Regions from separate parts of the Callithrix jacchus genome. Here region 1 is linked to region 2. Evidence: chromatin contacts called from public Hi-C data. All regions are on one chromosome and are shown on one strand. The core of a region is the stretch at or near the end of the contact, and the rest is flanking DNA. Distances in the headings are between cores, read along the strand shown.

Region 1 (6,131 bases), core at 1,968-4,467, 160 kb before region 2:
CATGCCAGGATGAATTCAGAATGCTCATCGAGGAAACCTTAGAAGGAGCTCAAGAATTAAGACTGCTTGTTAAACAAGCTCCCAGTGCATTTAAACACTTTCTGAAATACAGAGTTGATTCCTTGGCTAGCAAAACCTTCAGAGGCAGTCAGTAGTCTGATGGGGAAGAAGAATGGCAATAGCCCATTTGGTACCAGGGATAGCTGCTGAGTTGTCTCTCTATAGAAAAACCTTTCTCTAACACTCAACAGTGATATGGCTCTAGGCACCTCTATAATTGCTTGAGTTGGTACATAAACAGAAAATTACTGGGCAAAGAATATTTATCCCTCTTAGGAATGCAAGAATTCCTTTGCTTAGAAGTGTGCAGAAGGAAATCTGCCTGTACACAAGAGAGCAATGGCTAAAGTGATGGAGAGAAACTTAACCATTAACAATGATCCTAAGTACTATTCATTTTTCTTAAGGTTTGGATGTTTAGGAAAAACTGGAGTCAAGGTTACATAAACCAGAGATTAAATGTATGAACCTAGATATTTAATTAAATGTATGAACTGGAATTAAATGTATGAACCTAGAAAATTAGCCTGTCATATAGTACATTCTCTTGAAAACCATGTTTTTCTAATCAGCCATGAATTTTAAAGCTCTCAATCATTATTAAGATCATTTAATAGGGTAAGACTTGAGGTTTTCTCTTTAGGGGGGAGTTATTTCCTTTTGATTTCAATTAGAAAAAGCCAGTAAACATCCTGAATTGAGGAATAAAGTGACACACCTGGCAAGGTGCTCAAGTCTGCGTTGTGACCATAGTACAGAGCGCACAAAGACATACCTTTAGCACTGATGCTGCGGAGATCTGTGATTTTCATTAAGATCTTTGGAAACATGTGAGGCTTGCTGGGTCGTCTTTTTCTGATATAAATTTTTAGTGCTTCCAGCAATGGTTCTTGTAGCTTATCTACTTTTGTTGGTTCCTCAAGGTCCTGGCGGTCTAGATACCAGGAATAAAGTATTAAACAAAATCAGGATTTCTGCCCTTTTCCCCTTTTCCTTGTTTCCTTATTCCTACTAGTATGATGACTTCATTAATTTGGTAATTCAATTACATACACAAATTTGCAGACTTAACGCAATAGCTTTAAGCAATGATACTTGATTGATTTAAAAAAAAAAAGCCCCCCTCCCCCTTGGTAATCTAACATTTTGATGGCTGGTTGCTTTTGTCCCAGGGAAAGAATTACCTCCTGTGACCAGAAGGTGTCACTACCGAACTGAATTAAAACAAACCTTGAGCAGGATGGTTATTTTAGCACAAAGTAAATCTGCTTCTTAATTAAAGCCATTACTTTTTAACCACTTACGATTCAGCCTCCTGTGGACCAGTAGGGGTCACTACGAAGAAGAAACCTAAATTTTATCCCAGTCCTCCAAGGGTTGGTGGGAGGGCCCAGCCAAAAACTTGTATGTCTACCCACTAAATAACAGCACATGCAGGTCCCTTGTCATTATTATAATGTCCCCAGGCAATTTATTTTACAGTCGTCTGATCCTGCCTTTAAGAAAAAACAAAATCTGTGGTGATTGGAGAAACAGCTTTCTGGGATTTCTTTCTGAGCAGAAGGATTCCCAAATACCATTATTTAATTTGTAACAACATGGAAAAATACAGTGAAGCCAGGCACGTATGCCTGGCTTTATCACATCTTTTCCCAAGGAAAAACAACTCCAAACGGGAAATGAGGGATTTTTCACAAATTACAAGTATAAACTGTTCTTCATGGAATTTCATGAGGCTTTTCTACATAGTTGGTACCTCCACAGATTAAGCAGATGGCACTGAGAAGGCCTGTTTCTGTGTCATCCATTTCCAAAGGCAGGAGCTGGTTGGCAAAGGTGAACACAAGGTCAGTCAGAGGACCAAATCCAGCATTGTGCATCTGAGTTCGATTTAGGGTAAGGCCGTCTGAAAAAGTCATGGTGTCTTGTTCTGGGGTATACCTGGTGCAAATTCTAAGAATCTGGAAGGGAAAAAAAAATGATGGATGATCTAAGCCAGCCTGTCTTGAAGACATCAATCAGATGTAAGCAGGAAATAGCTTGAAGATTTCCAAGAAGCTCCTATATCACATGGGCACTCTGCCCCCTTTCACACGTTGAATGTTTTCTTTAGGTCTTTTATTAAAAGACTACAGAAATCAAAACTCAGAGGCTAAAGTTATTTAGGAAACACTAAACCAGACAAAAGAAATTTTGAGAAATACCTTTACATTAAAAGTAGTTCATTATTCAAATAAACATGTACAGAGTGCCTAGTTATGTCCCAGGCACTATGCCAGGTGCTAGAGATTAAAAAAGACGAATAAGATTCTATTTTTTTAAGAGCTTACAGTCTATAATAAATAAATGACAATACCTATTATTCATTAAATGCATAGTATATATCAAGTTTTGTGCATACTCTATATTCAATCTTTCAAGCAGCTTGGTAAAGTGAATAGTATTATTATTTTACAGATGAAGGATTTAAGGTTCAGAAAGGTAGGTGATGTGCCCAATGCCACATAGTTAACATGTAAATGGATCTGACTCAAACCCAAGTTAGGTTCTCTCTCCCATGATGCCTCTGGTCACACAGTTACACAGATAGCTATAATGCAAGGCACATGAGTGAAACCAGCAAGGTACTAGAGTTCAGAAGAAGGAAAGCTCAGAAACAGCCAAGAGGAAGTCAAGGGCAGATCCACAGAGAAGAGGTGGCATTTCCACCAAACCCTGACATGAAGGCAGGATTTATATAGGCAAAAAGCCTGAGTCACTCTGCCAGAGTCTCCCAATCCCACCCAGTGTATGCTTGACACATACATAATCCGGTCGGCTCCGTGGGGCACCAGCTACTAAGGAGACTCCTGCTCACTTCGCTCTGCCTCTAGGCCTCACTCAGAGCAAAACAAACGAAAAATGCCTCACTTCAGTAGATACTCCATCCTGGCTCATGCTTCGACTGCTCTGTTAACCTAACTGCTGGTAAGGAGCTCTGCATTCCAGGGCACTTCCCACCCAGAACCACGTTTCTGCTGACCAGATTTCCATACTTGACTTTTCCCTCTGAAAATGTTTCCAAGCTGCTTGAAGCCTAGAAGCAAATCCCACCTGGACAAAAGTGAATAACCCAGTAGGCTGAAGAAGTTGAGAGTTTTCCCCAGACACTGGAGCTCAATTTGACTGGGTCTAGCCCTGGAAATGTCCACCTCAGCATCACCTACAGAAGGGCAAATGTGATCAGAAAGGCCTGCATTCTTCCTGTTATATGGCCATGTGCAGAGAGGAGGGGCCTCTGAGGAAGACACAGGACCCTGCCTAGGACAGAATTCCTTGTAGGAAAGCGCTCTCCACCCTGCCCATATTCCCATCAGGGATCCTAGAACCAGAACTGTCCAATCTCTCATCTCATCAGGGAAACACTGGGGGCTTGGGACAATGACACTTCCCATGGTGAAGACAGTCCTTTCTGACTGGTGGTGGGTCCACAGAGCCTCACACCCACTGGACTGCAGGAACCACGATGGGACAGGTTCACTGCAATGGTCACATGCTTTTGTGTTCTCTAAATCTCCAAGAAGGCAGTGACTTGGGAGCCAGCCTTCTTCCTACACAAAAGACTGCAGTGTGGTTTGGAGGAAGGCTCTGGGACGCCCTGTGGAGGGCGCGCAGCGCCTCTGCTGGTATATGTATATTTCAAGTCTGACTTCAGTGACTTATTGGTTAAAACGCTGAGAGGAAAATTGTGAATGAGTAGCACTCCTCATCCTTAATATACAACAATAGCTCATGTTTTATCGATCACCTACTATGTACCAGGTACCACACTAAACACTTTAATGTATTATTTCTCTTATCCACCCGAGTTAAGTGTTACTATTACCCCATTTTACAGATGGGGAAACAAATGTGAATAGCTTATGCTAGGTTACATAAGCCAGTAGAATGATTTGATTTAGGCTTTTTCTAGAACCTGTGCTTTTAACCATTGCTCCATAGCTGCCTCATTCTCTCCTCATGCCAATACCCAAACCTAGACACCTCTCTAAAATTATTCTTTAGCCCAGTACCAATTTCGATATCAGCCTTACTGGGCACTTCTGGGCAGCACAAAACTGCACAGCTATTCATGGTGGCCTGCCTGGTGCAGAGGAGCGCAGAGCTTGTGGCCTGGAAACAGAAATGTCACTTTATATTGGGAGGGGTGGTAGAGGTATTTAAATCAGGACATGTCCTCAAACTTCTTACTGTTCCTACTATATGATCAAGTGACACCATGAACTAGCATCTGATTGTTAATGTGTGTGGTTATCAAAACACTACCACGATCTCTCTTCATTGGATGGGTGATCATTTTCACCTCCCAGATACTTGCCCAGGGGCCTCTCTGAGCCAGCCCAGCCATTTCCTCTGTGTTCCCAATTGGTTGGCTTGTTTCAGTTCATCTTGGTTGCTGATGGGGTATGAAGCCATTCCCAGTGTCAGAGCAGTAAAAAGACCCAGAGGTCACTGGGCATAAAGCCTCACATTTCCCCTGAAAGCCCTGGGAGTTAAAATGTGGTGCTCAAGATCACACAGGCAATGGTGCTGGAGCCCAGAATACAGGTCTTCCAATCCCCAGCCTCATGTTCCTTCGACTTCCTGGAGGAACAGTAGGAAATACTGCCTATGTGGGAAGTTATTAGCAAGTGACTGTCAAAGTTAGCACTTTGGGAGGCCAAGGGGGATGGATCATCTGCAGTCAGAAGTTCGAGACCAGGCTGGCCCACACAGTGAAACCAGGCCTGGTGACACACACCTGTTGTACCAGCTACTGGGAAGGCTGAGGTCAGAGAATCGCTTGAACCAGGAAGGGGAGGGTGCAGTGAGTTGAGACAGTGCCACCGCACTCCAGCCTGGGCGACAGAGAGAGACCCTATCTCAACAATAACGAAGTCAGTATGCCCAATACTGATGGGCCCCAAACCCCCAGACACGTTTCTAGTCTGGAATCGGATGGGCACTAGACAGGTCTTTGCAGCTTTAGCATGCTGCCAAGAAAGGAATGCATGAGATCTGTCCTCTGCAAAAATGAAAGAATCCAGAGATACGCTGGAAAGGAACAGAAGACGGGGATTCAGGACTTTGCAAATTGCCAGTAACTCACTTAGAAATCCACATCCAAACGCAGCACTCAAATGTTTCTAACTATTCTATCCAAAAAAGTTTTCCGCTCAAAAGTTAGGATGTATTTAGATTCAGATGAGGCATTTGAACTATGTTCTGTTGCCGCTCTTGCTAGGAAGTTCAAAGCGGAAACCAAGTACAACTGGTACATCCAAAGCCGAACGCACATGGCCTGAGAAGGAATGTCTTTGGCTCAATGTCTTCTTCTATCTGAGGAGCCTCCATTCCCTGCCCCTACCCCAGCCTGAAACAGGATGGGTCCCATGTGAAACAGGCACCCCCTCACAACTCCCAGCTGGTCCTGTCTCTGGAGGGAACCCAAGTCGTTTCATTTTGTCACATTAAAATCAAATGCCAGCGGCAACCACCAAGTACTTCTCCAGGATTAAAACACTCTTTGTTTAGAAGGAAGGGGGCATCTATCTGGAAAGACCAGCATGCCGGGCCCACGAGACGGGTAAAAATAACCTGGCCAAGGCCACCTCCCCAAAGCGGGGCCCTGTCGGACAACACGGAGCTCTCGTTGGTGGTCAAACTTGATCCTCCTCGGGGCAAAAAGAACCTTCCCTCCTTGCCATCAGCGAAGAGAGCTGTGCATCTCTCTACTGCTTTTGATGGGAGTGCGTGTTCTGTGTGTCTCCTGGGGGTGCTGGGGGACTGCTTGATAATGGAATCCTGGAAGGATCTGTTGATAGGGGACCCCAGAGGTAGAGCCAGGGACTTGTCCACCAAGCTGCCATCACCTCTGATGAGGGCCTCTGAAGTGATCCCTTATTTCCATTCCTGCTTCAGTACCATCCACGGCAGCCAGAGCACGCCTTTCAAAACTTTCATCAGAGGAGCAAACTCCTCATATGGCTTCTGGTCGCCTTCAGAATAAAATCCAAACTTCTTTCTGTAGCCTCAGTGGCCTCTCCCTACTT
Region 2 (5,613 bases), core at 1,288-3,787:
CAACTTTCCCTGCAAATCCAAACCTGCTCATCCTACCTCTAGTTCTTATTGTTTCCTCTGATAAGCAGGGCCCTAGTGAACAATTAAAGCTTTCAATAAATAATCTCTAAGCACATTCATTTGATTGACTGTTATTTGATACAGCAGTTAGTTTCAATGGGGCAGTTAATATTGATCACATAAAGTACTCCAGACAAACATGAAACAGTTCCAGAACTCCATGGATTATTACCCTTTATCTGCCAGTCATCTGGGTTACTTGTAATGGCCACAGAATTTAAAATCAATAATAACAATTAGTGTTCTGTACACCAAAACGGATGAATCATGTGAAATGGGTTTTCATATAAAATCAAAGGGAAAGCAAGCTGATAGCATGGAAAAAAGCTCTCTGAATTTCCAATGCACATTTGGCAAGGCACTTTCATGCAAATCTTCAAAACAGGCAGCAAAAGTGAAGAAAGGTGTTCAGGAGAAGATGTGGCCATAAAAAGGCATATGAAACCCCTGACGATCTTAATCCAAAAAGATGAAGCATAAAAGATAAAAGTGATCAAAATGAGTTCTAACAAACGTAGTAAAGTTAATGGAACCGGTAATTTACTTCCTTGGAGATGTGTGTCTAGCTACCTTTTTCAGCTTTCAATTTGTAGGCATTAACCGTGATTTTTTTTGTAATAAAATGGCAACAATGGTATTTTAGCTCCACAGCACCTCTACTGTAATATAATGTATATATAATTAAAATGCAAAGCAACAGAGAAATGTTTCATCATTAAACTGTAACCAGCGTACTATGTGAAATCATCCATTGCAAAGACTTGTTTTTCATCAATTATTTGTTATTTATCTGATGTAAATATAAAAAGGACTAATTAAAATGTATGCTTTTATACAGCTTCTTGTCATTAAAGCCAATGAAAGCATTCTCAGGACCATAATGAAATAATTATGTTTGCCTTTAAGAATTCTCCTCAATAACACATGGCAGTACTGAGCTAAATTAAAACATCAGAACTGAATTTCGATGCCTCCATTTCCATTTTAGTTAATTAAACCCCCAAGCTTTCCAATAGACCAGACCCTAAAAAATCTTTTGAAGCTGAAATGGCCCTCAGATCATCAGCCTTTTTATAATTATGGACTTTGATGACCTGACAAAGGTAGTGTAGCCGTTGAAAGCTTTAATATTTTTGAGAAGACAAATTTATTACATGAGGTCTTCATTTTCTCTGGAAATTGGAAAAAAATTGGGATGTGATCCACATCTTCTCTTCCTAGTTAACTGATGCACTCATCTTGTTTGTTCTTTTACCTGCACAGTATTTTGAATTTAGCTATTTTTTTAACTTGACAAAATTAATCTGTGATAAACAGTAATTTATCAATAACAAAACAAACATTCTACTAAACATGGGTCAAATTAGGACAGATTCTTTGCTCAATACTAAAACTTAAAAAAACAAGGAACTGTTTTTAAGACCGCAGTAAAGAGAATCTGTAAATTTTAAGCAATAAAATCCTTCTGTTTTAATTTCTCCTTCTCCAAACCTCAAATCAGATACTTTGGAAGGCGAAAAATTATAAAATAAAAATAAATCTGAGTTTAAGACAAAGGGAAAAAGGAAAAGGGGGAAGAAAACTGCTAAGTGGTTTCAGGCCTGGTGGCAAACGAAATGGCTTCAGCTGTGTTGTCATCTGATGCAGATGGGGGTGGGTACTTTGTACTTACAAAAGTAAATAGGAGACCAGGCTTGGTGGTTCACGCAGTAATCCCAGCACTTTGGGAGGCCCAGGTGGGTGGGTCATGAGGTCAGGAGATCCAGACCCTCCTAGCCAACATGGTGAAACCCCGTCTCTACTAAAAATACAAAAATTGGCCAGTGTGGTGGCATGGGCCTGTAGTCCCAGCTACTAGGGAGGCTGAGGCAGGAGAATTGCTTGAACCTGGCAGGCAGAGGTTGCAGTGAGCGGAGATCCTGCTGTGTCTGGCGACAGAGTGAGACACTGTCTCAAAAAAAAATAAATAAAAGTAAATAGGAGTACCAGGGATTAACTCTGACAATGTGAATTCCCTCACGTTTTGTTCCATATGGAGAGTTGGCAATGTTTGTGAGTGGATATTTGGTGATCGCTGGATAGACTGTCTAATGAGACATCAGCGGGAAATTGTTGACAGCTGGGAAAAAAATACCTATTCTACGACAATGTCAAATTGCAATTATAGTCTCAGAATCCACTTTTATTAAACCGCTTTCTTCCCCGCAGTTTTTCTTTGTTCCCTTTAAGGAAATCTGCTTTTGGAAATCAGGGACATCAACACCCACTCGCAACCCTGTAAAAATCAGCTTTCTTCTTTCTCCCTCCGCTGAGCTGGTTCAGTTCTTCAACTGCTGGGGGAGGACCAGAGACTCCTGAAACCCCTGAGCCCTGACTACAGGAAATGCTTGGCCAGGTGGGGTCGCCTTGCTGACGTCAGTTCCTGTTATCCTCGCCTTATCGCGGGGGGGGGGGGGGTGCAGAGTCTTATCTCACTAAATGGGCCCCTTGTAGCTACCCCACCCTACAAGGCGGTAGAAAAAGCAAGTCAGCAGTTCCATTGCCTGTTTGAATTCCCATCTAAGACGCTCTGAAAGCTCAAGACAAAACGCCAGCAGACTTAGGCTCTCCTGCTTCCTAGGTAGAGAGAACTTTTGCAACTTTAATTTTCATTCACTTAAAGGGGTTTGGGGAGTGGGATGGAACAGAAATCATGCTTTTTAATGATGGGGTAAGGAAGCTGCGAATGAAAAGAGGAGAATTCAGGGCAACATATTGACTGATGAGGTTGTGTTATTAGATCTTGCAGATGGGGCAGGTTATCTCATCTCCTATTTAACAAGAGGTACTTAGGCCAAGCCACTTACAAGCAGGATACTGATCAATCTGAAACCTGAGTTAACTCTACTCTTCTCCCTCCATCACCCCAGCTCCAACTTTTTAAGAAGCTGGCAAGGGCTGATACAGATTTGTTCATAACAATTTAATTCTACTCCCCGCTCCCCACCCCATCCACGTGCACACAGGTGCTAGAGTGAGAACCATAGTCTAGTCCGTTTTACAGGGAATGCCTTCTATTCACAGATCTACAGTTTGCTACGAAAGGAATTCATGTTAATAGGAATGATCCAGAAACAAAAGTCGATCTTCAGACATAATGAAAAAATTAAGCTGTGAGAGCTCTAGTTATATTGACTATAAGAATCCAAACAAAGACTTTCTGTGTCACTCCTGGGTTCGAGGAGCAGCCTAGGAGATGTTGTAATATTAAATATCTGGCATATTTCAATGATTTATGTGGGAACTGTGGCAGTATATTTTAAAGTGGGTTATTCTAGAAAATCAGAGATATATGATTGCCATAACTACCCCATAATTTGAAAGGCAAGATTCCATCTATGTTAATATCTTTGGAAAGGTTTCAGCCAAGATTTTTCTGATTAACCTTCATCAAAAACTCCCATTTCCGAAATAATCTATTTAATTAATAGTTAACTGAATTTATATTAGAACATATAAAATATAAAAATGTCATTTAAGGATAAATTTATGGCATTTACACATAACTCAAACTCTATAGAAGATTCTAAGATGTTCTAAAATGAACACTGCATTTATTGTTAAAGTCCTGAGCAACTTGAAAAGAGTTTTACATTTTGCATCTTGATTTTTACCTCTCCATCTTCCTCCCAAGGAGTCACTTTCTAATTTAAAAATTCTCAGCTTTTTCTAAATTATTGATTTAAAAATTATAAATTCCTTGAGAGCAGAATTTATAATCTTGGTTATTTATCATGCATTTCCCTTCTTAGATGGAGTTCAGTGATATTTGTGGAATGTGTAAAGGAGAAAACAGATTTTCTTCTTCACCTACCTCAGGGCTTAACCATATGTTGAAGGTAAATGATAAACATCTGATACCCAGAAGAACTTTCTTTTATTCTTATGCTTTACAGAAAAGTGCATGACAATACTGTCGGGTTGTATACATCAGCATAAGTCTTCAAGAAATGAGAAGGAAACTTCTGATTCAGGTCAACTAGCCTATCAGAAATAGCCATTCTGGTCATTTATCTATTAAGGAAAAAAGACCTGATTGAACGAACGCAAGGGCTTTACATTATGGCTGGCAAATCAAATTCTAACTAGAGCTTCCAAATTAATTCCATAGCTTAAGTTTAGGCAAACAGATGTCTACCTCTCCTACTGTTTTGTTTTTTGAATCCATCTTTTTCTGGCAACACAATTGAAACTCATGCTTTTTCTTTCCTGAGTTGCACATCAGTACTGACTCCCTTGTCAAATGTACCAATTTATCTGCATATTCACAAGATGATTGCTTTTTTTCTACAAGGAAGGAAAACTTTATGAATCTTTCACTTGTTTTCAATCAACCCAGTCCTGCACTCTCTTTGCGATTTAAGGAAAAGTCCCTCTTTTCTCTTCTTTCTGATGGTATTAGTTACCACGGTCATGTGTCTGAGAAGCAGAAAATTATGTCCTACTTTAGAAAAACAATTGGGCCTTTTCACTGAAATATTTATTCAAAAGCCCATTCAATTCATACGGTTGCTGTCAGTCTTTATTTAGTCTTTCTTTCAGAGGGTATCTTTGATTTTGCCACTTTGACCCCAATTTATATCTCACTAGGAGAGGATTTAGATAGTGTTTAATACTTAAAATTTAGGTCCCAGGGCTTTGAAAAGAGGCCTTTTCTTATTCCCTAATCAAACATCACTACCGTTTGTTTTTAAAATAATTTCTTCTCATTAATGGGCAAAATCCTATTTCAAAAAGAAATATTTTTTTTCTTTTCCCTTTTGATGTGTTGAACAGGGAGAAAAGACAGGGTAAAGGGCCAAGAAGTTGTCATACTTGTGATTTCACCAAAACAACTATATTTAGACCACAAAATATTAAGATTTATCCTATGCCCACTGAACAATTAATGTTGAAAACATCTGGAGCAGCCTAAAACCAGGATAATCCAGGAGGCATCTAAACAGAAATTTAGTGACTCCTATACCTTCCGGGGGCAGTCGTCAATCCTAACACTTACACCACATTCCCTTAGTAGCCCCTAATCCTGACTTCGAATGCTTGTAACAAGCAATTCACAGGCCCCACTACAAATGGCAGCTGGCTGGCATATCATTTTTCTGCCTTTAAAATTAAAAAGAAAATAAAGGGAATATTTTAACACCTTTCAAAGTGAGCTTCTGGTGGTGTGCTCCACGTTCAAAGGTCTTACATTATTTACTATGCATACACACACACCATAAAAAAAAAAATCTCAAAGCAGAAAATAGTTTGGGTTGGAATTTAATACTTTTTCTCTTTGCCCACTGTTTCCTCTGTGTTAAAAGCACAAACAGATCTGCTTCTCGTCAAAACAGCCATTAAATAAAATGGAAAAGGTTGTGGTTTTTATGTTCTTACTTACACAAACGTAACCCTAGTACGCTTTTATTTCAAAAACCCTAAGCTATACATACCACCCTGAACCAACACTGCGTGGCAAAGACATTTGTTAGAATCTTTTTTTAACAAAAAATTTTAGTTTTATTTATGTTA

What was found. Hi-C and Micro-C count contacts between places; a contact is called where the count stands out from the background.
Region 1: a Hi-C map of skeletal muscle shows a contact between it and region 2, with 4 times the contacts expected there. The contact joins two enhancer-like sites. A contact is called at or near these places in 2 of 3 Hi-C or Micro-C datasets (both in skeletal muscle).

The regions. Positions count from the first base shown.
Region 1 is chr17:63,981,272-63,987,402 of calJac240_pri, reverse strand. It overlaps RARB (retinoic acid receptor beta), which reads right to left. Exons shown (of 13, transcript XM_078354410.1): 11 at 1,817-2,021; 12 at 836-994. Among named protein-coding and RNA genes, the nearest start is that of TOP2B, 74 kb to the left of the region's middle. Within about 2 kb of position 3,217, at least 3 of the 16 cell types and tissues checked have an H3K27ac peak or open chromatin away from gene starts, as enhancers often do. A contact at or near this core is called in skeletal muscle, where this site is marked.
Region 2 is chr17:63,816,940-63,822,552 of calJac240_pri, reverse strand. All of the region lies in intron 6 of RARB (retinoic acid receptor beta), which reads right to left. Among named protein-coding and RNA genes, the nearest start is that of TOP2B, 240 kb to the left of the region's middle. Within about 2 kb of position 2,537, at least 2 of the 16 cell types and tissues checked have an H3K27ac peak or open chromatin away from gene starts, as enhancers often do. A contact at or near this core is called in skeletal muscle, where this site is marked.